2 separate regions of the Mus musculus genome follow, and region 2 is linked to region 1. The links are chromatin contacts, called in public HiChIP or PLAC-seq maps. All regions are on one chromosome and are shown on one strand. The core of a region is the stretch at or near the end of the contact, and the rest is flanking DNA. Distances in the headings are between cores, read along the strand shown. Region 1 overlaps Ppp1r12a (protein phosphatase 1, regulatory subunit 12A). Region 2 overlaps Syt1 (synaptotagmin I).

The links. HiChIP or PLAC-seq counts read pairs in DNA pulled down with a chosen protein or histone mark.
Region 2: an H3K27ac HiChIP or PLAC-seq map of embryonic stem cells shows a contact between it and region 1, with 7 read pairs. The contact joins two enhancer-like sites. A contact is called at or near these places in 1 of 484 Hi-C or Micro-C datasets (embryonic stem cells), 9 of 115 datasets of contacts at active chromatin or transcription factors (all in embryonic stem cells) and 1 of 9 other capture datasets (pancreatic islet).

The regions. Positions count from the first base shown.
Region 1 is chr10:108,276,002-108,283,369 of GRCm38.p6, reverse strand. Ppp1r12a (protein phosphatase 1, regulatory subunit 12A) reads right to left here. Exons shown (of 25, transcript NM_001368736.1): 25 at 3,385-6,163. The coding sequence ends at 6,077. Among named protein-coding and RNA genes, the nearest start is that of Pawr, 53 kb to the left of the region's middle. Within about 2 kb of position 3,114, at least 8 of the 459 cell types and tissues checked have an H3K27ac peak or open chromatin away from gene starts, as enhancers often do. A contact at or near this core is called in embryonic stem cells, where this site is marked.
Region 2 is chr10:108,566,028-108,573,395 of GRCm38.p6, reverse strand. The region is part of intron 9 of Syt1 (synaptotagmin I); the gene reads left to right. Among named protein-coding and RNA genes, the nearest start is that of Gm36601, 110 kb to the right of the region's middle. Within about 2 kb of position 3,430, at least 55 of the 459 cell types and tissues checked have an H3K27ac peak or open chromatin away from gene starts, as enhancers often do. A contact at or near this core is called in embryonic stem cells, where this site is marked.

The sequences.
Region 1 (7,368 bases), core at 1,865-4,364:
GCCTCAAACTCAAGAGATCTACCTGTCAGTGCCACCCCAGTGCTGGGATTGAAGGTGTGCACTGACAGGCAGGTTCTCTTTTGAGTTTGAAGAGTGGCAAACGATGATTAATAAAACACTACAGCCTGTTCTACCCACCATGCCAATTTGCATGTGACAGCTAGAAAAGTCCTTGTGTGTCTCTGATGACAGCAAGCTACTGGGGCTCATACAAACACTCACAGGTCAGGTTGGTGTCCTTGGAATCCTTTGGGACAGGTGTGGTAATATGGTTACAGGGTCTCTCTCCACTTTTCTGCAATGGTGCTCAAGGAAGTTCTCTGAAACCCGCCTCTTGCCATCTTTCTCTTACCAGTCTCAGAACAAAACAGATGTTCATGGTGTATTATCTCAAAATTCTCTCCCAATATATTCCAGTCAGAAAGAGTTGTATCAAACCTCCTAATACTACAAGATATCTAACACTGACATTTCTCAAGGGAGGCTAGGATCTGCATGTAGAGATGACTCAATTCAAAAATCCATTATGTCAAAGGTTTGCAAGCCAGCTCTCTTTAAGTCTTTTAAAGCTTTTAAAGTTTAGTTCAAATTTGACCCGCTTAAACTGCTTTATTTTTTATTAATTATAAACACAGGACCAAAGTTGTAAAAACTTAAGTGCATGTGTGTTCATGTATGTGCAATGTCTGTGTGTGGCCAGATGACCACCTTAAGTGTCACCCTCAAAAATGTCAAGTGCCTTCTTTGAGGCCTGAAGCTAACCGATTAGGCTAGACGGGCGGGCCAGTGAGCCCCAGGGCTCTCCCTGAAGTCCCCTCTCCAGCTCTGAGATAACAAGTGGCACCATATTTGGCCTTTTACGTGGGTTCTCAAGATAGAACGCAGGTGTTCCTGCCTGTGAGGCACTTTACCCTCTGAACATCTCTCTGGTCCACATTCTAACCGCTGAGGGACATTAAAGCACTAACCTGGACTATAGAGTTATCACAGTAGCTCTTTTCATTGTTGGACAGGGTAGCAATACACTTAAAATTAGGTTAATACACATTCTTTCAGGTGCACTATAACTACGCTAGAGCCCAAGTAAGACACATTTATTAAAAACTACGGGCTAGGTACAATCTGATCAGGAACGATCTGATCACAGTCCAAGAACCATGACAAAGTAGGCCAAAGGTCCTGATGTTGTCTAACACAGCCTCAGGGAGGCTGGTTTTGAGTCCTACAGTGTGTGTGTATGTGTGTCTCCTATGAGCTTATAGAAATGCTATTTTTCTTTTTATATATTTGGCATTCTACACACATGGTCACTGACAAGAAAACATACCACGACTATCAAAATTGCCCATCTTACCATGGAACGTTAGCTTCAACTGACAGCTGAAAAAAAATTCTTTTGGAAGACTATGAAAAGAATCTTGCCAGGTATGGTGGCGCACACCTTTAATCCCAGCACTCGGGAGGCAGAGGCGGGCGGATTTCTGAGTTCGAGGCCAGCCTGGTCTACAGAGTGAGTTCCAGGACAGCCAGGGCTACACAGAGAAACCCTGTCTTGAAAAAAAACAAAACCAAAAACAAACAAACAAACAAAAAAAAAAAATCAAGAATCTTTTTTTTCCCCTACACAGGAATATGAAATCTTTTACAAGCATTATTTACTTTTGGCCAAGTTCAGAATCTGCATCAAGGAATCAACTAGCTGTTTGAGTACTACACACATAAATCTACCACTCAAATGCTATAGGTTATCACATTACAGAAATAAAATTTAGCCCTTCTGGACTTTGGGTTCATACACACACACACACACACAGGCACACAGTTTTAGTACTTTGTAATCTGGTTATTTTGTAGGCACAAAATAGCAATGTAACATGTATTATTTACTCCAGAAAAGACACTGCCATTTACATGGAAATTAGGCAGAGATGCTTTCCAAAACCAAACAATTTAGTATGGTGATACTGGAAGAAAATAAGTAATATGTCATTCTAATCCTAGTATTTCTGCACAGTATTACTTATATGTATGTTATCCCTGCTGCACATCTGTATTCAGGAAACACTTACATAGCAGAAAACAGAGTCATAGAAAAGACTATCAGCTATCTTTTTTTTTTTTTTTTTTTTTTTAGATTTATTTATTTATTTATTATATGTAAGTACACTGTAGCTGTCCTCAGACACTCCAGAAGAGGGCGTCAGATCTCGTTACGGATGGTTGTGAGCCACCATGTGGTTGCTGGGATTTGAACTTCGGACCTTCGGAAGAGCAGTCGGGTGCTCTTACCCACTGAGCCATCTCACCAGCCCCGACTATCAGCTATCTTTTACCTTTGTAATAAGTTTTCTATGGGAAGACAGGTCTGGTGGACAGTTAATACCTGCTCCTAGCATTTGCTTTGTGTGCTACATATAAGGTCAAAGAAAGTCCACAGAGCTATGTGGCCTTTAGGAAAGAGGGACCTTCACAACCAAACACAAGGAGGAGCCAGGGAGACTCCACAGAGGGGAAGGAGGACTGTGGGAGCCAGATTGGTCAAGGACACCATGATGACTGAAATGAAAAACACAAGATCCTGTATGGGTCTGAGCTAGGTCCTCTGCATGTATGTGATGGTTGTGTGGCTTGGTGTTCTGTGGTATTTCCAACGTGGAAATCTTTCCTCTTACTGGGCTGCTTCACCCAGCCTTGATATGAGGATATGTAACTAGTCTTACTGCCAGGCCTCGCGCAGTGGATATGCCTGGGACCTCTGCTCCTTTTTTCTTTCTGGAAGGGAAACAGAAGAGGAGCTGACCTTGGGGAGAAGGGAGGAGGGAGAGACTGGGGGAAATGGAGAGAGGGGAAACTGACTGTCAGTTAATGTCAGTTTCAATTTATGAGAAAAGAATAAAAGTTAAAAAGAACGTAAAGCAAAGAGAAGAATCTGGCTTTCTGCACATTTTCTCTTGGCATCAGAAGCCATGGCTGTCTCAGGTAAGGAAGACTAGCCAGGAAGACTAAATGGCAATACAATGTATTTTCTCTCTTGCTTATCTGAGACAGGGCCTCCTGTCGTCTAGGCTGGCTTCAGGCCTGCTGTGTAGTTAAGAAAAACCTTGAACACTCGATGGACCTTCCAGCCTGTACTGTTCAGTTGCTCAGCTTGTAGGCACGTGCTTCCAGGCCCGGCCGTGGAAATAGAGTTTTGGGTAAAAGAAGCCCAGTGATGAGCGACCCCCACATCACTCTTCACGGGCATCTTCTCTGAGATGCGTCTGCAGATTCTCTCTCCCCTTCCCTTGGCTTTCAAGACAGTCGTATCTGAAATGTTTTTCTTCATTTTAAAAACAAGAGCAACCCAGACAATGCTGTGAACAAAAATACACAAAGTGCTGGAAATCCAGAGAAAAGAACATGGTTTACTTCAGGTTCCTGCCCAAAGGCCCACATGAGAAGTTAAAAGCGCAACTCAGCCACCTCGAGCTGTGCGGGTGGACTGAACCCTCGAGAAACCCAAGATGGAAAATAATGGTAGTGGAAAGGATTTAAAATTTCAGTGGAATAGTATCTTTGTGTATGTTCTTATGCCTGAGTCTAGAGCTAAGGAAAAAACCAGAAGTTTAGTTTTTAAACACTGCAAATGTTTATGGAAATGGAATCTCATGCTACAAAGCAACTATCTTGAATCTTAATTACCATTATTTTTGTCCACTTGGCATAAAAAAACTAGCTCTCAGATTCTGCATACAGACAGCTTTATGTAAAATACATAAACATTTGTCCAAATTGGTACACAGATTGCATAAATATGGCAGTTAAGTTCGCATTTACAGATGAGCATGTACATTGCTGTGCAAATTATCACAATATTACAATTTCAAAAATTATTCAAACTGTTATCCAAGTAAAGCATTTAGTGAAAAAATACCCATGCAGAATTTAAATATCTCAGAACAAGATTTAAACTGTTTTCATTAAAAGTTCACACATTTAAAATAGTTTTATTCATTTTATTTGTATATGTCAAAATACATTTTTATTTCCAAAATAGTGGGTTTTGCAACTAGTTTCATGCAGAAATAAGGTCTGCTCAGTCCTACCAATAAAGTCAATATAGCACAGTAGCTGTTCAACTTTAGATACAAAGAATAAATAACCTAAATACAAAACACTAAAATATTAGAAACACGCATTTACTCATTCTTCTCAGGCATCCAGACTTCACAGATACAAACCACAGCATGCCTAACTGTTGTGCACCCAGAACACGCTGCAGTCACTCACACTGATCAACTAGCCGCATAGTTTACCTCCTCACTAGACCGTGAAATACTCTGTTTTCAGACCCACCATTCATACAGTTCAAATATAACCAAAAATAAATCCTCACACCTATCCTTGTACCTTTAAAAGAATCCTGAGCTTGGTAGTAAGAGTATAACCTTATATCCTCATAAAACCAATCAAGAGAGAGGACTTAAATTCTACTTACCAAAACACCCTTTCCCATCCCCGAAGTAATCTAAAATAGGCAGTAGAACACAATGACCTTTTAAAATGGAAGGGTACAAATTCACATTTAATATAGTATACAATACACTCAATAATACAGTCAGCTACTATACGCTTTAAATGTACAATTTATTCGAATGGCTGAACTGTTCAATGGTTAAGGAGACAGTTATGTGCCAGGAAGATGTAATATATATATATTTTTTGCATGGTTTGATGAAAATATAAAAGTTATTTGTCCAAATAAAAGCCACTTTCATTATGGACTTCATTTTGCTTAGTTTTTTCCTTAAAAAAAGGCCACTGAAATGTATAAAAACGGTCTGAACATGGTGGTGGGATCAGAGTTGATGCCCCCTCACATGGCAATAACAGTGCACTTAACACCACTCACAGATTTAAGTCTGCAAAGGATCTCCTAGCACTACTGTGGCTAGCACAACAGTTTCAGACAGCACTCAGATAAATATAGGCGTGTGAAATGTGAAGCGATTCTCTACTTTGTAATCAGGTCTGACTACTACCGAATGAAAAAAAAAGCAAAGCAGTTTACAGTAGAAAAGCTTGGAAGGGGAGGTCCCATAAACCGCAGAATCTTTCAGGTCCTCCTGCCCACTGTGAGCGAGCTCTGCTCTAAAGACCTTTATGGAGTAGCCCACTGTGCACTGCAGACATCTGAATTAAGAAAATAGTCAAGCATGCCATGTGGTGGTCTAAAAATCAAAACAATACACTTATTTATATATACAGCGTCACTCAGTACCTGCTAAAATGAATGTGAAAAGTACAGCATCTAGCATCTTATACTACAATAAAAAACAAAAAGTGACAGATGAGGGCAGAAGATAGGACTGGAAAGATCAAATTTCAATGGACGTTAAAGCACTCATGTAAGAAATAAATGCGTATTGCACAAACAGTGACAGCAAGTGTCCCACCACAATTCAGTTCCAGGTGGGAGAGAACACGTCAGCCTAACACGTGACAAGACGCTCAGAAGAGCCAAGTTTTCTGTAAATGAGAAGGCTGTGAACATAGAGAGACTCTGACACATGAAGAGTTAGAAGGAAAAAAAAAATACAAACCCAAACTCAGATGGAAAGCAAACAATTTAAATATTGAGAAACTAGAAACTGTGGCACATCAAAAAGAAAAAAGAAAAAGAAAAAGAAAAAAAAAACCCAACAACAAAAAAACCTGTTGACTAACTGTCTTCTGTGAGAGCTGGAAGTTTTTGTTGACACAAAAGTATTTATATACAACTAAGGCTTACGGGTTAAATATCTGAGGCATATCTGGCCTTGAACACTTTCTTTATTTGCTGGAGCTGTAAACAAGTTTTCTCAGTCATTGAAAAAAAATCTTCTCAGCAGCTGCTTTAACATGAAACAATGGTCTTGATAACCAACGGGGTGGGCAGAAAATTAAACGAAACAAAACTCCTAGATAAGAGGGCGTTTGGCAGGATATCGGAAAATGACAGTCTCCCGTGAGTTCTTTCCTCCGGCGTCCAGTGACTGCCACTGTGGTCCACTGGGGAGTGTGCAAGTCCTGCTGCTTTGCTTCTCTGCCTCCTGTCCTACTTGGAAAGTTTGCTTATAACTCTGATCAAGGCTCCATTTTCATCCTTTAGCCTCTGGTTGTCTGCCTTTAAGTCTGGTAACATCTATGAGGAGACAAACAATACAAGGGAAGAGTTCCATTTCAGTACAAAGGACAAAGCGAGCTTCTGCACAAATGTCACAAAGTCACCACAAAACACATGACCAAGCTTTGTCAGTTAATGTGTTTCTAAAGCCTAAGACATATACCAGAAGGAGAAAACACTGCTTATAAGCTAATTAGTTTGATAAACGATGGGATGAAAGTTTAACTCTCAAAATTATCCGCTTGAGTCCACTAGACTACTGGATTTTGACTCGCAAGCATGTTGTATTAGAGCAGCCGTGAAATGGAGCCTGTTGTTAGGCAGAATTGTATCGTAAGCTCCTTCCCTAGCTCCTGACAGCACTAAGCCAGAGGACACTACCACTAAACAAAGACCCCAGCTTAACTACAAAAGCCAGGACTCCTTCTGAATATAATAGCATTTCTTAAAGAACTCATCTACAGGACCCAAGTCTGATGGCCTAATAGTGTCTGATCAAAGAGAGGCACGCATTAAATGGAAATCATCAATGTATATAGAGTAGTATATATTTAAAAAAAAACAATTCAATATTCTCTTGCTGCACAGACAAATTGAAGGCGAGGGTGATGTTAGAAACTACATTAACTTTCTACTGAGGGCAACTGAAACTATGCACTTTGGCAGACTGACTAGGAAATGAAATAGTTTTTATTTTGGACATTAAGATGTATTTTCCAGAAGTATTTAATTCTTTTTTTTTCTTTCTTTTTTTTTAGTTTTCAGAATGTCCTGTGACACTGGTATATTAGGGAGAGCAAAAATGGAACTTGCAACACTACTCATGCCAGCCACACCTACGAGAAGAGTGACCCCTACAGAGAGCCACACATAGTTCTCCCTGAGCTCAGTGTCCAGGGGTAATCCAGAGCCTCGAGGCTGCCATCGGGACTGTAACGGACAGTGAAGATAGGATGAACTGAGCACAAGTGACACTATTTTCTAAGGCAGACATAGTTGGCCCAATCTTTAGGTTAATTTGGATGTTACTTTGTATTTCATAAATGACAATAAATAGTAGATATATCTAAATTATGTTTGAAGCAAAAGAAATCTGAGTGGGCAGAGGAGTCTTAATTCCTAACCCAGTCCCTAATTTTACTGTGGTTTATCAGTTGTGATATACAATTAGTGATAATTTTAAAGTTCTGAGAAGCCATGCAGAGTTAAACAGTTATGTATGT
Region 2 (7,368 bases), core at 2,181-4,680, 290 kb before region 1:
TTATCAAGGAAAAGTGACATTTTAACTTAAAAACCTGAAATAAGTGCGTTTTTTTAATCTTTTGGAATGTTGAAACTGCCTTTTCTAAGACTAAAGCAATAAGATCGATTGCCTTAAGAAATTCATATATTTCAAATGATTGATGTCAAGCAACAATATGGCTATGTAATTAATTAACACGTTCCCCCCATTAACAAGGAGCCTAATGTACTTTTAGTGATAGTAGGCTTGAAGTAATATTGTGCATACATATGTGACTGCAAGATTACATATTTATCTACTTGATAGACTGAGATTTGTTCATGGACTTCCGTTTTCTGATTCATTAAGGAACGAAATGTGCTCACAAATGGCAGTGTTTCAAGATGTTACTAGAATAACAGCCTTTAAGTCATCAGAACTCAAAGAAAGCTGAAGGAAACAATAGCCCCCATCACTTCCTTTAGGATGCAAACGACTTCAATGGCCCAATCAGTCCCCAAAGGAAGTCACCTCAAGGACACAACTTAAGATTGCATGTAGTTCCAGATTCTCTTCTCTACCTGTATATTTAAACACACAAACACATGTTCATATGTATGTATACATGCACAAAAATATGTGCGTTGTACTCAACTGAGATATGTCACATTCATTATTATTTTGGTCTGTCCACTGGTGTGTAACAGAGCTCTTCCAAGCCATATCTGGTAAGCAGTCATTGCATCTGCTGCTTGTATAGCATCTTTCTCTGGATATATTATCATATGTTTAGTAATTTTCTTACCAATAAAACTCTATTTAGAAAACTGTCTTGACCAAAGGTTTCTAAACAATATTTAAATCAAGTTATGAACTCTTGGATAGGAAGAAATGTAAAAATAAATAAATAAACAAATAAATAAGTTTCAACTCCTCCTGGTCATCAAGCCAAGTCAACAGATTGAAAGCAAGCTTTTCTCAGTATCCCTGAGATGGAAAGAGTCCCTAAGTATCACCGAGAGAAAGGCAGGCAATGGGAAAACCTTCATCCTTCTAACATCCTTCAGTTTGCTTGCTGCTACTGCCTCTGCAACCAAGCTCCTGTTGCTGAAAAATAAAACGTTGCATTTATACAGTCTCATTATGCATTAAATAAGGGGGGATTTTAAAGTAAGATGCAATTACCCTAAGTTCAAAACCTAAGGGGGGGGAGGGGGGAGTGTTGCTTAAAAGACAACCTCTGTTGATTGCAAAGAGTTGCCCCTCTACCAAGAAAAAAAAAAAGAAAAAAGAAAAAAGGAAAAAGAAAAGAAAGAAAGAAAATCTGGTGATCAACTTGTAAATTTCTAGACTTTCATCAACTGCATTTGTAGCAATTTAAACCCATTAGAATGCACTCAATCTAGCAGCATTGTTGATAGCAATCTAAATAAACCTGCGACAGACACTGGAAGTAAAAAATACAAAAATAAATAAATAAATAAATAAACCCTTACAAAGCCAAAGACATTTTCCAGAGACTGTCCCAATTCTTAGACATTATCGAGCCATAAATTTGTAAGCTGTTGTTAGTATGGGTTGTTTGCATTGAAAACAACTTGGTTCTTGTAGTGCTGTCTATGACACAGGAGAAACCCTGAGAGTGAACCTAGCCTTAAGATTTCAACACGGGAGAAGCTCCCACCCAGTATAACTAGAGATCTATCTTACTCTTCCTTGAAATACCTGTTTGTACTTTAAGAATCTCACTGAAATTTAAAAAAGAAAAGAAAATGGAAAAAAAAAAAAAGATCAGTGACAGGGATTTTAAAAGAGGCACTGAACACATGAATTATGCAAGTCTGAACTTTCATTTTAATAACATCATTAAAATATAAACACCTTAAAAGCTTCCCGACAGGAATTTAACTTTATAGAATGCTTTCTATGTGGCCTGACCTTGCTCGCCAAGATGCATGCCTACGGCACGGTTTAACAGTCATTACAGGCCAGAGCCTAATAATAAGTAGGTGTCTGAAAATGCCAGTGTTTGTCCCTGCCTCCTTGGCATCCAGTGGAGATGCAAGTCAGCCATGAACAGACCCTCTCCTGAGAGCCACCAGGGTGCAGCAGAAAAGACACAAACTGGCATTGCAAACCCTGAATGGAAAACCCATGACCTTTCAGCCCCTCGGTCTGCTCATCCATAAAATTGGGATATTAAACACAGCTTCATTGCTGAGTTCACAGATGAGGTAACATTAGGTGGAAGTTCTAAGTAGAGAGCATCACAGAGCTGCCTATTATTCTAAGCAAGAGAAAATTCTTCGTTAACTTTTAATATTTTTTCATACCAAAGCTTGATTCAAGGTGTGTGTGTGTGTGTGTGTGTGTGTGTGTGTGTGTGTGTGTGTGTGTGTGTGTTCCTCCATAGCTGATATAACCATGTCTATAAGCTAGCCACATATGTGCATGGTTATTGGATGTTTACAGTAACGTTATTCACAATACTCAAAAAAGTGAAAGCAACTTTGCTAAATGAATGGGCAAATCCCATACAAGCAAGGGAACCACACTTTGTAATGGACACAGACAAACTTGATACACTTGACAGTGTGCATCTAAAGCTACAGAGAAGACAAGGGGGTGATGGAAATGTTCTATGCCTTATATGGTTGGACAGCTTGTCATTGAATTATCCTCTAATGAAGTTACTGAAAAATAAATACAAAATTGGCTCACAGCATTGCTTTTTAAACTATCCCTACTAGGTAACCTTTTAATGAGCGTTTATAGGTCTCATGATATCTGCTCTGCTCTTCCAGCCTTCTCTGTCTTTTCTCCTTTCACTCTCTACATAACCATGAGAGCAAATGAGATTGAAAATAGCAAGATATCATACACTATATCACTCAGCGATATGCAAAATTAAGCCATGTGTCTGTGGTGAGCAGGAAGTACATACAGGACTTTAATGTATGTCTCCTAATTACCTGAGAAGCAGCTATGACAGCATCCAGAAACTAGCCCAGCAAGTTCTCTCCTCTCTTGATAGCATTTAACCATGATCCCCAGCATATTTTATAAGAAGTAAGATAGGATGTATTTCTCAGGATAACTGTTCTTCAGTATCTTGTTGGGAGTTATTTCTAGGCCCAACCCATTCAACTCCAGTGTATGCCCAAAAGCTGAGAATGTTCAAGTTCTATATACAAAGTGATCTAGTCCTTGCAGATCACTGTACACTTCCCATTCTCTGTGGGTATACCTGTCAAGCATGATATAATGTAAATGATGTGCTGACAGTAGCTCTGTTGTACAGCTGAAGGAATGGGGACCGGAAGGAAGAAAAGGGAAAGTCTCTCTATGTTAAGTACAAATGCAGTTTTTGTTCTTGTTTTTTTTTAAATAGGTTCAGTTAAGGGTTGGTTAAACCAATAGGTATGGAGAGGAGACTTGAGTGATAGCCTCAGTTCTCAAAGCCGGTGACTTTGTTGTCTAAGATTCCAGAGCTCTCTTCCAAATTCTTCTCTTATGATAGCACGCCCAGGACAAACTCAGTTAATTGGCCCAGAAGCAGAAGAAAGGAAGGAAGGACAGAGTCTGTGCAGCCCTCATTATCAAGTTGGTATCTGACAGCCAGACCTCCCCTCCCCACTACAGTGAGCCTCTCCCGCACCCCCACCCCACCCCACCCCACCAACCCAATGAGCTAGAATCTGTAGGAACAACATCAATTTGACTAGAAGTGGCAGGGCCTAGTCCCTGAGCAACCCCCTGTTGCCTTGCCTAATAATTTTGCCCCAGCTAATAAATACCTAATTGGATTCAATGAGTCCGCAGTCACTGCGAGATGTTGTTTTGTAACCACATGGGGAGTGGGGAGAGAGAGAGGAAAATAAAGAAGAATAGCACACATCTCAACTCACATCCTTTCATGACCCTCTGACCCTCTTTTAGCTTGTTTTCTTCTCTCTGAAATTTCATTTTCTATAACACACTTGTCCTCGGGCTGTGCCCATCCTAGCAATTCAACCCTTGGAAGAACTCTTTGCTTAGATTGTGCCTCACCCCTCTAGCCTTCATCTAAAGTGAATTGTTCACCTTGCTAATAGAAAAGCCTGTTCTTTTAAAGCATTTACTAAGAACTTAGATATGAACTATGAGGGGAAAAAAAAAACAAAAAACCCTGTGTATTGCTGAGTCCCGAGGTGAGGTAAGATCTTCTCCGTTTCCCTCTTTGATGTGTTATTTAGCTAACTGCCCAAGGTGTCCGCATCTGCACTCTTGAACTGTGTCTCTCTCAAACAACTAGCCAGCCAGTCCCAAGGTTAAATCAACCTTGCGTTGCTAAGGAAGCATTTTCTGTGAAACTATAAACCTGGTGACTATGTGGTAGACTCTAGTGTTAACGTATAACGCTAAGGCCAGCAAACACAAAATTACAAGGTGTATTTCAGCCAGATCCTCAAATGAAAAGCTCCCTACAAATGTATTATGATCAAGGCTGCATTCTTTTCCCCTGGACAAAGACATGTTTAGTATTCACACAATAGGGTTCAGGGCCGGGGAACTAAACTTCATTATGTGAGTTAAAGGTAAGAGAATACTATCCACAAGCTAACTTAAATAGAGAAATATCTATTAAAACTCTCCCCCAGATATCATAACATATATAGATTTTTGACTCATAGCTGCCAGTTGACATTCATGTAGAGCTAATCATTAAAGATGCTAAAACTTAATATTTGCTTGCAAGCAAGGCATCACAATGGATTGTTTTTCATCCTGGGTGAGTCGTCGGGACGAAGCCATTTTTTCGTCGGGACGAAGCCATTTTTTTTGTTTGTTTGCTCTGTTTACATGATCCTTGGCTTTCCCTCCTTGTCAAATTTCAAAATGATTTAACCTGAAATGTAAAACAATAGTGGACTCTGATTATCAACTAGAATTATTCATTTTTAAGATGAGTCTCCAGCCACGGGAGCCCCTGCACCCTGTGCTGAGGGGCCAGGGAGGCTACATTCATTCCTAGTAACACATTTAACTAGAGGGACATTAACTTTCTAAAGCAAGCGCAGCGGGAGATCGGGGTCATGCAGAGGGCAGACACAGCGTCAGCCAAGGAACTATTTGTGGAATTGGAGATGTGTACGCTGCAAAAGAAGAGACTTAAAGCAAACACAACACTGTCTGGAAGAAGTAAGCACTCTGTATTGGAACAGCACGGCTCTGACCTAGAACCAAGAATGGCAAGCAGTGTGGATCCTATCTGGTCCTTCCTCTTTTACGGTCTAAAAGAGACTCCAGGCAGGCTCAAAGGACTGGGTTAAGGTCTACTTTCCCAACTGTCACGATTGGGGGCTTTCCTGTGAAGTCCCTCCATCTCCTAAGACATTTTCATTTCGGACTGAGAACTTCTAAGAGATACCAGCCATCCTAAAGTTAATGCCGTGAAAGAAAGGAATGATCAAAGACACCAAGAGCAGCTTATCTTCGCCTTAAAAGGGTGGAGGGCTCCTGGTACTAAGAAAATCAAAACTATAATCTAATGCTAAGCATTCGCTAATTTGGTTTTGTTTAACGGTAAGCATAATCCCATGAGATATGTATCATTATCCCTACAGACCAAAGAGACCAAGGTTTGGGAGTCAGTGGATGGAGCAGGAGTCCCAGGATAAGGAAATGGCTGGTTCTAGCTCCTTGTGCCACCCTTGTTGCCAAGCCAGTCTGCTGATGCCACCAAATCCCTCTGCCTGCATCCTGTCTTCTCAGTTGGCCAAAATCCCAGTTCTAGAACATGATTCTGCACAAAAATCATCCGTTGACTCATAGTTAATACTCTCTCTAGATTATTTTGACAAAGTAACGGTATCCGACTGTGCCTGCAAATGCCACCGTGCACACATCTCAGCACCTTGGTGGATACCAGTAAAGGCCCTGATGGGCACAGAGCAACTGCTCTTCACTCCGTTCTTTCACTGTGCCTCGTCTCTTCTGGAAATCGTGTCCAGAAGGAATTTGTGTGCTTTTCAATGACAACACAAAAAGAGGGGGGGAAGGTGGATATTTACAAGTTTATATCAGACAAAAAGAACAGGTGTGGAACTGTGAGCAGAGACTTCCTAGTGGGAAGGTAGTAATCACAGGCGATCACAGGCGATCACAGGCGATCACAGGTGACCACCGTCTCGGGGCGGGTTTAATTGGCTCTTACTCATCAGAAATCAGGCCTCCAACAAGTGAGGAAAAGACCTTCATCTGGCTGCTGCTTCTCTTCCTTTTTCAGTTTGGTAACTGGCAGTGGAGAAGGTGTTGGATTCTTCAGGAAATATCCTAGCTCATCCTTTAACCTCTTGTCCTATCTACATTGTTTTCCTTCAGCCCCTGATGGCTGTGTTTCTTGCCTGTGTCCTGCAAATGCCTTTTGTCACTCAAGAGACTGAGTTATTTAATCATTAGCAGCGACAGACACCATCAGTGTTCCTCTCTCAGTGTTCCTATGACCCACTGGAGGTATCACAGTCTATCATGTGTCGCAGGCCATGGATCAGCAGCTCTGTTCTGTAAACTGTTCTCTCCAGAGACACTGCTTAATTCCCTCACGGATGGCCATCATCTAACAATGCCTACTGTGTCTTGGCCCCATGAGGAAATTAAAATCAATCAATTCATTGTATTCCAATATTGAACATATAGCATGAACTAACATGGCCTGAACTAGAATCATAGAAAATCAGAAGAACTGAATGAAATATATTAAGGCATTATCCCTGGGTTGAATCTACAGCACTACAAAAGGGGGGGAAAAGTGCTATCTAGTAAAGTTATCCAGACTATAGTAACTGACCAAATCTAGCTATGGTGGCTATGTTGTTAGGATGATATTCAGTTAGTATCTGATTTTTTTCTTGCCTATTATGTTTCCCTTGGAAATGATATTGGAGGACGATCTCTAATCCAAGCTCATAGTGGTAGATATAGTCTAAATTACCATATATTTAAAAAATATCGGGCTGGCGAGATGGCTCAGTGGTTAAGAGCGCCGACTGCTCTTCCGAAGGTCCCGAGTTCAAATCCCAGCAACCACATGGTGGCTCACAACCATCCGTAATGAGATCTGATGCCCTCTTCTGGAGTGTCTGAGGACAGCTACAGTGTACTTACATATAATAAATAAATAAATCTTTAAAAAAAAAATATCCAGGACACACAAATTCTAGAAGGTTGACGACTAGTACTTCAAAAACAGCAAGTGATATATCAAGTACTATAAACCAACAGTCTTATTTAAACATGCAGGAGGATCCTTGCCAAAAAAAATGATCTCTCTGCACCTAGATGACTTTTGTCATCCAAGGTTTCCTGTGATCCCAAAAGAGGAGAAAGTCATATTAGTAGTGACTAACCATATACAATCCAAACACA